Regions from separate parts of the Mus musculus genome. Here region 1 is linked to region 2. Evidence: chromatin contacts called from public promoter capture Hi-C data. All regions are on one chromosome and are shown on one strand. Each heading gives the region's core, a stretch centred on a gene start, on an enhancer-like site or on the middle of the called end of the contact. The rest is flanking DNA. Distances are from core to core; before and after follow the strand shown. Region 1 holds the start of Paqr6 (progestin and adipoQ receptor family member VI). Region 2 has its middle 4.5 kb from the start of Mef2d.

Region 1 (5,588 bases), core at 954-3,453, 230 kb after region 2:
GGTGTGCTGGGCAAGTGCCACACTGTGAGAAATACACACCACCTTAGTGAGACTCAGACATTACACTTGGAAGAGAGTCAACCTTGATGGGGCTGGAGAGATGACTTAGTGGCTAAAAGCACTTGTTGCTCTTGCAGAGGACGGATTTCAATTCCCAGCACGACATGGTGGCTCACAGTCATCCACAGTCCCGTTTCTAGGGAATCTGGTGCCATCTCCCACTTCTGACTTCCATTTGCACCAGACATATACATTGTAAGGATTTATCCAGGCAAAACACAAACGACGTTGACCTTGAACAGGAAATACTCACACTTTATGCTTATGCATGCCGCAAACATTGTCCTTAAGTTCCTTTCAGGTCCTGTCCCAGGTTACACTTAATTTAAACAGAAACAGACTGACCATTTAGGCAGATAGGAGTTCGCACAGCATAGATAATACATATTGCCAGACTTGTACCCAAGTTTTTGGTTTGGTTTGGATGTTGTTTTGTCTGGGTTTATTTGTTTTGGGTTTGTTTTTGGTTTTTTCCAGACAGAGTTTCTTTGTAGCTGTCCTGGAATTCACTCTAGACTAAGCTGGCCTAAAACTAAGAGGTCTGCCTGTATCTGCCTCTTGAGTGTTGAGATAAAGGCATGTGCCCCTATGCTCTGCCAGTGATATTTTTTTGAATAGTTGTTACCCAGGGTCTTGCCTACCTCCAAGAATCATGCTTTTGTTGATAAGAGTACAGGGGACTTAATGGTTAGACCTAGACTTAGTGATGCTTGTGACCCTACATTGCCCCCTCTGAGGTGCCTGTGAGGTTTGCCTTTGGTTGACTGTAAGTCACTGTATCCTTTGTCATGAGAGTCCGAGCCTTATCCATGTTGAGTAACATTTACACCCTCACCTCCACTCACACAGTCCTGGCTGGAACACTCCGTACCTTTGGGGTGTTTTGGAAGCAGTGCTTGAGTTCCACATCAGTACCACGGAACTGTATCTCCAGCACATGCAGTTGAGTTCTAGGAAACTCAAGGAGGCTTCCAAACTGCTACATAGCCAAGCCAGCCTTAGACTTCAGTGGTTCCTTCCATCTCTCCAAGGTTGAGATCACAGGAAGCACCATACCTGTTTTGCAGAAGTGTTTGATGAATCTACTGTCTGGGGCTGGCTTGGTGTTCCCATCTGGGTCATGTCCTCCAGAAGGGATAAAGGGTGAGGCTTGAAATCAAGGTTCTTTATTCCTACCATCCTGGGGTGGCAACTCAGACGGTGGCAAGGTAAATTAGATTGGTGCATCCTTCCTTCTCAGGTGGGCCAACATTCACCAAGGGCAAAATAGGCATTGCTTTTGAGATGCAGCTGCAGTTGGTTTTGGAGTTCCTGCTAGCAACCTCAGATCGTGGGAGACTCAGGCCAGGTGTCCTGGTCAAAGAAGATTAGATCCCAGCTTGGGCCCCTAGCCTGATCTAGACAGCACAGTGAAGCGGGTCCAGACACACCCTGAAGGGCTGGCTGTGTGCAGGAGGCCAAGTGAGCTGCCTGCTAATGGGGCTGGGCCACCCCGTGCTGCCCCATGACAGGCAGACAAGGCTAAGATTGTTCTCCTGTCTCTCCATTCTGCCAGGCCTGGCCCACATCCTCAGTCACTTTTTTCCCCTGTCAATCTGAGTGGCAGGAACCAGATTCTGCCTGTGGAGTCCAGTCAGCCTGGCTGGGAGCGTGGTCAATCTCTGGGGTAATAATGCAGCTCACATCTGGGGAAATGGAAGTGAAGCACCTTCCCAGCCTCGCACTCCTCACTGCAGCAGAGCTCTCCAGACCCTACTGCTGAGGGCAGAGGGACCTCTCCCCGGTTCAGCTCAGCCTTTCCCGGGGCAGCTGGGCAACACTCAGCACAGGCATCTCTCCTACACCTCCTCTTCACTTGGGATGAAGGGTCTGGGGACCAGGTTTGTGTTGTTAAGCTGGGCAAGATCCTCAGAACCCATCTCAGAGGACAAACTGGTTGTGAAGCCCCCTAGATCCTAGAAAGACTCCAGAATGGGCGGAGCTAGAGGCAAGAAGAGAGGGTGGAGTTGCTGGGAAGTTTTAGTCTGAGATGGGAGAAAGGGTCCTATCGGTCCAGGTCAGTGGCCCCGCCCACTTCATTCGCTCCGCCCCTCCGCCGGTGCCAAGGAATGTGCTGGGAGAGGCGGCTGAGAGGCGGGCGGGCAGGCGGAGCCGAGGCCACCCGGACGCGGCAAACAGGTCTGGGCTGAGGGGCACGGGACCCAGGAGGGGCAGGGGCTCTGAGTATTCCCAAGGGCACAAGTGGTATCCTCTAGAAAAGGAGGACACCCCCTAATTCCTTGCCCTTCTTTAGCAATTTCCTCGAGGGCACCAATTTTGGGTGTGGAGGTCTTAGTCCTCTATGTGGGGCCTCCTGGATTGAGGATTCTGGCCGAGGCGCAAATGGAGTTACTAACAGGAGGCAGCCTCGCTGCTGGGGAGCCCTTCACTGCAGACCCGCAGAGACTGAGGACCTCTGAAGCAGGACTGGATGCCCCAGGCTAGGACCAGGAGGGGAAAGGGGCCACCTGAGTGGCTGACTCTAGTCTGAATCTGGTCATAGGAAACCGGATGGGTGCCAATCCCTGACCTTCTGTCTCCAGGTCAACGTGGAGGTATCCGGCCACCATGCTCAGTCTCAAGATGCCTCAACTCCTTCGAGTCCATCAGGTCCCCCGGGTGAGGGGCCCCAATCCATCAACCTCGCCTTCCTCAGAGAACTCATTGGGGCAGAGCTTTTTCTCATATTAGCTATTTGGGAAGTTCTTCCTGCAAGCTAACTTTCTTACGTTTCAATTTCAGTATAGAACGTGTGACCTCTACTCACATTCCTAAACGTCCCTCCTCTCAGAATCCCCATCTGCAGAACACCCTGTGTGTGTGTATTCCCCCATCCTATTTAATCCCAATATTCTGGTTCTGTTGTTTGCCCTGTGGGTTTGGAAGGCTGGTAAGAAATAGGTTGGGTTGTGTTTGACTTGGGACCACTGCAATCTCTAGTGCATCTTCTATCGTGTTTCCAGACACCTCTTATTTTGTTTTTTGTTTCTCGAGACAGGGTTTCTCTGTGTAGTCTTGGCTGTCCTGGAACTCTGTAGACCAGGTTGGCCTCGAACTCACAGAGACCCACCTGCCTCTGTCTCCCAAGTGCTGGGATTAAAGGCATGAGCCACTATGCCCGGCTACCTGACACTTCATGGAGGGGAAAGGCCTGCTAATGATGACTGCTCTGCTCCCCCACCACCCCCAGGTGTTTTGGGAAGAAGGCATCATGTCTGGCTACCGATGCCCCACAAGCTCTGCCTTAGACTGTGTTCTCAGCTCCTTCCAGATGACTAATGAGACGGTCAACATCTGGACTCACTTCCTGCCCACCTGGTGAGCGAATTAGGTTCAGACGGGTGCCAGGTGGGCAGGGGCACTACGGCCCCAGCGCCTGAGCAGGTGCCTGGCGCAGGTACTTCCTGTGGCGCCTCCTGGCGTTAGGCAGCCCGGGCTTTCGCGCGGACCCATACCACCTACCGCTGCTGGTCTTCCTACTGCCCGCCTGCCTCTATCCCTTCGCATCCTGCTGTGCGCACACCTTTAGCTCCATGTCGCCTCGTGCTCGTCACATCTGCTACTTCCTGGACTACGGGGCGCTCAGCCTCTACAGCCTGGGTGAGCTGAGGGCAGTGGGGTTGGATGGTGGTGCAGAGGGTGAGCCCTCAAGCCTCAGCTCGCACCTCGCCACAGGCTGCGCCTTCCCCTATGCCGCCTACTCCATGCCGGCCTCCTGGCTGCACAGCCGCCTACACCAGCTCTTCGTGCCCGCTGCTGCGCTCAACTCTTTCCTGTGCACCGGCCTCTCCTGCTACTCGCGGTGGGTTCTGGGCATCCCCAGTGTCTGAAAGGGTAGGCAGGGCTCACCCCATTATTGTTGAGCCACCCCAGTACCCTATGCAGTACGAGGGAGGCATTCCTGTTGGCCAGTATGCTATCCTTTATGGTCAACTTATGCTATCTATGTCCTCTTAACAAATGTGACATTTACACGGGGCAGGGATCCTGCGTCCTGAGGTCCTTCTCTTATTTTTTTCCCTTTTATTACATGTAAACATATATTTATTGTGTGGATACCATACAGGATGAGCTATCCCACCAGACCCTGTCCGTCCCCAACCCCCCCCCCTTTTTTTTGTAGTTTCTCTGTGTAGTTCTGGAACTCTATAGATCAGGCTGGCCTCAAACGCAGAGATCTGCCACCTGCCTCTGCCTCCCAAGTGCTGGACCTAAAGGAGATCGCAGGCACACACATCACACCACCATCTGGCTGAGACAGTCTTGAACCTGCTCTTCCTGCCTCTACCTCCCAGTGGGGTCACAGCCATGCCTCAACACACCTGCCTTCTGAATGTGGTCCTTCACCCCTTTTGGCCCCGGATAACCTCTTCTTGACCTACCCAGCACTGAAGACCAACCTGCTTTTCTTGCCCCTCAGGTTCCCAGAGCTAGAATACCCCGGGTTCAGCAAGGCTCTCCGCACGGCTGCCTTTGCCTACCCCTTCTTGTTTGACAACCTCCCACTGTTCTACAGGGTAAGGGTACCCGGACTCTCCCCAGACAGACCTTGCTCTACCTACCACCTTGACCTCGTGGTGGCTCTCGGTCTCTAACCTCAGCTCTCTGCCTACCCTCCGGGCGCAGGCTCCTGGTGTCCACTCTCTGGGCATCCCTTTCCCCACCAGATCCTAGATGTGCCCTTTGTTTCTTCTCCCCGAGACTCTCCCCTGCAGCTCTCTTTTCTTTTACCAGCTGCGGCTGTGTTGGGGCGGGGCCCACAGCTGTGGGCGGGACGCGCTGAGCTCCAACCATGGTTACCACCTCCTCTGCGCTCTGCTCTCAGGCTTCCTTTTTGCAGCCCGTCTACCAGAGCGCCTGGCACCTGGGCGCTTCGACTATATTGGTGAGCACCGGCCTGGGAGAGAAGGAGACGGCTTCCCTGCATGCAGAATGAGCTGGGAACGCTGGGAACATGGGGTATCCTAGCCAGAGGGTGGATGATAAAGCCAAAGAGATATCCCAGCCCCCCCCCCAAGTCCCAGCTCCTCCCCAGGCTCAGCAATGAAAGAATTTAGGGCTTTATGAAGCTCGGTCCAGTTACTCTTACAGAACCTCTAGGAGTCAGGTTTTCTCCTTAGGCCAACAGGACAGGTGACTGCCCTGGATCACAAGTGAATCTGTTCAAGCTGGGTCTTTACCTAACCAGTCTATCTGCCCTTCAGGCCACAGCCACCAGCTGTTCCATATCTGTGCCGTGCTGGGCACCCACTTCCAGCTGGAAGCGGTGCTGGCTGATATGGGATCCCGCAGAGCCTGGCTGGCCGTGCAGGAGCCCACCCTGGGTCTGGGGGCCACTGTAGCCACCTTGAGCCTGGCAGTGATTGGGAACCTGTTTATCATTGCTGCTTTCACGGCCTCCTTGCTGCGGATGCCTGGACCCTGCCCCCTGCTGCAGGGTAGCCCACTGGAAGAGGGACTCCAAGCTAAACAACAGTAAGGCCCATTGG
Region 2 (6,007 bases), core at 2,834-5,333:
TCCTTAGTTCAGAGGTGGCAGCATGAGAGGGGGGAGGGGATTAAAAGCTTGCTCTACTGGCCATTGCTATTTTGTCTCACCACTAGGGATTTCAGCCCTGTAGCAAGTGCATTTTAACATCTCTCTAGCCCCATGGCTTACTTTTTTTTTTTTTTTTATATGTGTGTGTATTTGTATGAGTTGTATGCCACACATGTATGGGTCTCTGAGGAGCAGGCTCTAGAATCCCCTGAAGATGGAGTTACAGATTGTTGTGCAGTGGGTTCCAGGTGCTAATCTTAAGTCTTCCTCCTAACCACTGAGCTTCCTCTCCTGCCCTCAACAAACATTAAAATATCTTTCTATACAGTTGCTTGTTTGTGTCTGAGTGTGTGTCTGTGTGTGTATACACACACCAAGCAGCACTCTTGGGAAGGTCAGAGGGATCAATTCTTTCCTTCTACAATATGGGACCTAGGGATGGAGCCTGGTTGGACCTGTTCCTGTACCCACTGAACAACCTAGTTCACTGTCAACAAGCATGTTTGTTTTGTTTTGTTTTGTTTTGTTTTCAAGACAGGGTTTCTCTGTATAGCCCTGGCTGTCCTGGAACTCACTTTGTAGACCAGGCTGGCCTAGAACCCAGAAATCCGCTTGCCTCTGCCTCCCAAGTGCTGGGATTAAAGGCGTGTGCCACCACGTCCGGCACAAACACGTTTTTAAAGCACTAGCAATAAGCCCCATTTGTGCTGAAAATAAATGTTATAGCCTTATTCTTCAGCTCATAGTTTAGTGGGGGAGAGGGGAGTTTTAGGACTTATCCTCATCCGACCTCTGAGAGTGCAGAGGGAGCCTCTGCACTCTCAGAGGTGGGATGGGGGGGGGGGGAACTGTCTGCAGGGGGACCAGGTAGAGTATATATAAAGTGAATTTAAAACAAAACAAAACAAAATAGGGCCGGGCGTGGTGGCACATGCCTTTAGTCCCAGCACTTGGGAGGCAGAGGCAGGCAAATTTCTGAGTTCCAGGCCAGCCTGGTCTACAGAGTGAGTTCCAGGACAGCCAGGGCTACACAGAGAAACCCTGTCTCAAAAAACCAAAAAAAAAAAAAAAAAAAAAATAGGGACTAGAGAAATGGCTCAGAGGTTGAGAGCACTGACTGCTCTTCTAGAGGTCCTGAGTTCAATTCCCAGCAACTTACGGTGGCTTACAATCATCTATAATGAGATCTGGTGCCTTCTTCTGGTATGCATAATACATAGTATTATGTACTGTACACATAATAAATAAATCTAAAATAACCAAACCAAACAAAACAAAATGTTTAAAAACCTAACTTCCCTCCCAATCAGGCTTTCATCCCAGGACTCCGGAGGCAGAGAGGATCAACAGCATAAGGCCAGGCTGTGCTGCCCAGGGAGAGTCTGTCCTAAGAAAGACTGAAATCCCCACAATCCTCTGCAGTACTCCTGTTTGCCCCAAGCAACTTTCCACGCATGGGGCTGGCAAGCTTGGTAAGCTGCATGTTGCTCTTCACACTCGCACTGCTGCATATGTGCACATACACTAACAATAACTACTTTTTAAAGGGCGTGTGAGATGACTTTCTGGGTAAAAGGTACTTGCAATCAAGCCAGATGACCTGAGTTTGAACTCCCACAGATTGTGTCCTCCGACCTCTACAGGTGAGCATGACACACCCTCACACACAGTAAGGCGCACGCCTTTAATCCCAGTACTTGGGAGGCAGAACTCAGTCGATTTCTGAGTTCAAGGCCAGCCTGCTCTACAGAGTGAGTTCCAGGACAGCCAGGGCTACACAGAGAAACCCTGTCTAGAAAAAAAAAAAAATTGCTTAGCTGGGCACTGCGGCATACGACATACACTTTAAAACTAGCACTCTGGGGCTGGTGAGATGGCTCAGCGGTTAAGAGCACCGACTGCTCTTCCAAAGGTCCAGAGTTCGGATCCCAGCAACCACATGGTGGCTCACAACCATCCCTAACAGGATCTGACGACCTCTTCTGGAGTGTCTGAAGACAGATGTAGTGTACTTACATATAATAAATAAATCTTAAAAAAAAAAAGCCTTTAAAAAAAAACCAAAAAAAAAAAAAAAAAAAAAAAGCACTCTGAAGGCAGAGGCAGGGGGATTTTCATGCCACAGGGCCACAGGATGAGACCCTGTCAAATAAACAAGTAAAAAGCACCACTGAAATTGCCCAATTCAATGCTCACAGCAAGTAACACTGTCCAAGGTCAGCCAGCTAATAACAGTCGAAGCTGGGATCTGGCTGCGCATGGCTCTAAGGGAAGAAGACAAGAGCTGCTCAGAAAATGCTGTATGTATTCCAAAAGCAAGATCACCTGAGCATGTGCTCTGTGAGCCTGACAGAAGTAGGAGAGGCTCTTGAAAAAGGTGAGCCTGCACAGGGCTCAACTCTCCCATCCACAAATACTTAACTGGGCGACTACTCTGTTCTTTACACTAGCTGGAGGCACAACACTTGTGGACAGACACACTGAATAAGGTGAGGGAAAAGACTGCACTCATGTGCTTGGAGACAAGGTCTCACTATGTAGCTGTCTGTCCGGCAACTCACTATATATACCAAGCTGGCCTGGAACTCAGAGTTCCACTAGTCCCTGTCTAACACTTCCACTCAGCTAAAGCGCATGCCTCCTTTGCCTTCAGACTGAACCTGCTCTTCCAGCTCCTGGGTTTCTTTCCCAAAGGCAAAGCCTGCTTTAGGATTCGCTCTCTTGAGCTGGAGATGCGGCACAGTGGTAGAATGTGTCCTTAGCATGTGTGAGGTTCAGGCCCTACAGGGGAAGAAGACAGGAAGGGAAAATAGGGGGAGAGAGAGAGAGAGAGAGGGAGAGAGAGAGAGAGAGCGCGCAAAGAAAGGATTTAAAAGGGGCTATGGCATGGAGGCTCTGCTGTAAAGAACCTTGCAGCCCCAAACTGCCCAATGATCTGAGTTTGAACCCTAGAACCCACAAGCTGGAGAGAACCAACTACAAGTTGTCTTCTGATCTCCACAAACACAATAGAAAGTAAAAATAAATAATTAATTTAAAAAATTAAAAAGCGCCACCGGGTGGCAGTGGCACTTACTTTTAACACCTGCAGAAGCTGGCAGATCTCTGAGTTCGAGGTCAGTCTGATCTAAAGAGTGAGTTTCCAGGACAACCAGGTCTACAAAGAGAAACCCTGTCTTGAAAAGCAAAAACAAATAAAAAGGAAAAGAATACACTCTCCTACCTCAGAAATTCTTTTTAAAAATATTTATTAGTATTGTATGGTGTGCAGGGGAGAGATGTTATGTGTGAAGCTCAGAGGATAACTCTGGGAAGTTGCTTCTCCGGCTGGTACCGAAGCACCTTTATCCGCTGAGCCACTTCGTCGGCCTTTTGCAGTCCTTCTGAATGTCTCTGCAATTCTTCCTGTTCCTATAGTTTCTAACACCCCACTTCGCTTTTCCTTTCTCCAGTAACAGGCCCTGAGCTACTGGCCCTTTAAGATTGCCTTCTTCCCCCACGTGCTGTCTGGTTGGGCTGGCGATGCTGACGCATGCTTGACGTCAATAGCAGCTGGTGGAGTTTGGGCACGAGGAGAGAAGTTGGGATGGGGGTTGGGGGGAGCGGAGCAAGAAGGCGATTCATTTGCATTTAAAGGGGCCTCTCTTGAGTTAATTCGCGCTTTACAGAAATACGTCCTGGGCAAACTTTCTGCCCTAGGCTGGGAATAGAGGCAAGAAAATGGCGTGATACAACTTAAGTCCAAGGCTATGAGTTTGGTATGTTCTTCCGCGGAAAAAGAGAAATAGTCCGTCGGTGCCCAAGCTGGGAGCACGTGACCCGGAGGGGGTGGAGGCAGAAGCTGGGGGTGGGGGGGAGACTACTGTAAGGTTGTGTTTGTCTGCCCCCACCCCCACATCCTGCCCACCCAACTGCAGCTGCCACCACATCCTGCCCAGCCGGGGGCAGGGAGCTCCTGTGGGGGGTACACGGACCCGAGACCGCTCTGGCACCATTCGCTGTCCCTCAGCTCCAGGGCCCTCTGCTCTTGTCCCCAGGTCTGGTCCCAAGGCACCCGGTTCTCAGCATAGGGTACTACTGTGCCACACGGACCTGGACAAGTTTCTGGCGGACTCTGCTACCCTTTACCCCAACTCTGGCTTGAAGTGGAGTTGTAGGACCCCCAGACTCAACCCCTGTCCTTATCTACCATGGTTATGAATGCAGAAATGAGGTATTCAGCAGAGTTTGCACAATTCTGACTCACAGGGCTGCGCGAATACATTTGCTAAGCGCGTTCCACGCCAGCTCTGCATCCCCGCAGGAACTCAGGAGCTGGTGAGGAATACCTTAGGAAATAAACAAACCCAGCAAGCTAGTGCGTCCAGAGGAGACAAGGGCGGAGTGGAGCGTCCCACCTTCCCGCGGAGAAAATACACGCCCACCTGCTGAGGGTCCGGTTCGCAAGCTTGGTGGCAGATGCGGGGAAGAATTGGGGGTCTTTGCGGTGATCATCCAAAAACTAAAGGAAGGATGACTCGGTGGTGGAGTCGCGGGTGGAGGTGGGGATTGAGAACTGTCCAGATGGCGCAGGGGAGGGGAAGGTGAGAGGAGGAGGATCTGCCAAGCAGCTCACCAGACTAGAGGGGAAGGCTAGAGCACTTTTCCTAGGTTGAGTAAGGACTGACTGCCAGGTAGAAGAGGGTGCTGAGAGGAACAGGGACCTTTCCAGTTCAGGTGAACTGGAGAAGCTTGAGAAGGGGTGGATAAAGGAGGATTAAGTTTTATTTGCCAGATAGCTTTGTGAAGATGCATGTGAGTTTACAGGGTGTTCTTTTTAGGATGTCGGTGGGTATCAAGGTTTTACAGCAGGGCTGGAAGGTGACTTTTCTTTAGAACAGATGGGCGAGATGACTGAGGCAGTAAAGCGCTTGCCATGCAAGCCTGGCCACGGAAGTTTGATCCTGAAACAAATGGAAAAGTGGAAGATCCACGCCGTAGAATTATCCTCCGACATCTAAATATGCAGCATGGTACGCTAACAGAATAAACTGATTAACAAGAAATGGTGCACAGCCAGAGGTAGGAGAGGAAGCACGAGACTCAGTCATTTGCCACCCAGAGGATTCTGGGATGGGAAATTCAAGGGCCAGAAGAAAAGAACTCAGAGTCACTTTCAGGAAGTCCAATTTTCATCTAACTTCCAACATTACCTTGGCCCTTTTCAGTCTTTCGTGGAAATCAAGACCTCTCCCAAGACGTTTTCACAGTCTGAGTTTTGTCCCACTTGTAGTTTTACTGCCCCCTATTCTGGTCTCCTGTGAGTTGTCAAGTCAGCAGTGAGTGTCCAGGGCCCCCACCTCCCTGAGCTCTCGGAGCTCTTCCTGCTAGTCTTTTAATATCTTCCCCAGGTGACTCACCTTCCTTCCTCATTCCTTTTTAAAGGACTCAACATTCCAGGTCTAAAGAGGGCCAGCCAACCAATCACAGCCATGGACGGCCAGCCTCATATTTGAGATTGGCTGGGATCATGGCTCGCTGGAAGCTCACCAAGTTAGTTAGGGAGAGGCTGGGGAGGGGGATTCTGGGAAAAAAATTTTCTTCTGGCCTTGGTTATGTTTTGAGAAACAAACTGAGTTAGGTTCTCTAGCTTGGAGAGCCTCCAAGGTTGAGGCAGGTTGAACACTCCTGAGGGCTTAGCTGTCCCGGGCCCATCCTGTTTTGTTTTCCTACAAGCTGGGACCCAATGGCCTGAAGGCTGTGTTCCCAGGCCTGTTCCTAAGACGTCTTTTCCAGCAGCCCTGAATCTCTCCAGTCTCAACATTCTGCTTTTCCCGACGTCGGGAAACAGCCGGAAAAATAAACACCCTGATGACTAAACGGTTTCTCCAGCTAGAGCCTGGGGAAGCACTAAAAATAGAGGCCACAAGTGAGGGGAGGTTCCCCACGGGGAGGGCACTTTCCCATTCTGCTCCCACCATAGCCACAAGCAGGAACAAGGCTGTGT

Evidence for each region. Promoter capture Hi-C pulls out the DNA fragments that hold promoters and counts their contacts.
Region 1: a promoter capture Hi-C map of hippocampal neurons shows a contact between it and region 2, with 2.0 times the contacts expected there. The contact joins the promoter of Paqr6 here to the enhancer-like site in region 2. A contact is called at or near these places in 4 of 39 promoter capture datasets (the 3T3-L1 cell line, embryonic stem cells, hippocampal neurons and 1 more), 1 of 115 datasets of contacts at active chromatin or transcription factors (pancreatic cancer cells) and 1 of 9 other capture datasets (adipose tissue).

What each region holds. Positions count from the first base shown.
Region 1 is chr3:88,362,386-88,367,973 of GRCm38.p6, forward strand. It overlaps Paqr6 (progestin and adipoQ receptor family member VI), which reads left to right and starts at 2,204. Exons shown (of 8, transcript NM_198410.3): 1 at 2,204-2,238; 2 at 2,643-2,718; 3 at 3,290-3,417; 4 at 3,497-3,699; 5 at 3,775-3,901; 6 at 4,520-4,616; 7 at 4,834-4,984; 8 at 5,304-5,588. The coding sequence starts at 2,668. The coding sequence ends at 5,578.
Region 2 is chr3:88,134,883-88,140,889 of GRCm38.p6, forward strand. No RefSeq gene overlaps it. Among named protein-coding and RNA genes, the nearest start is that of Mef2d, 4.5 kb to the right of the region's middle. Within about 2 kb of position 4,084, at least 406 of the 459 cell types and tissues checked have an H3K27ac peak or open chromatin away from gene starts, as enhancers often do. A contact at or near this core is called in adipose tissue, hippocampal neurons, pancreatic cancer cells and 1 more, where this site is marked.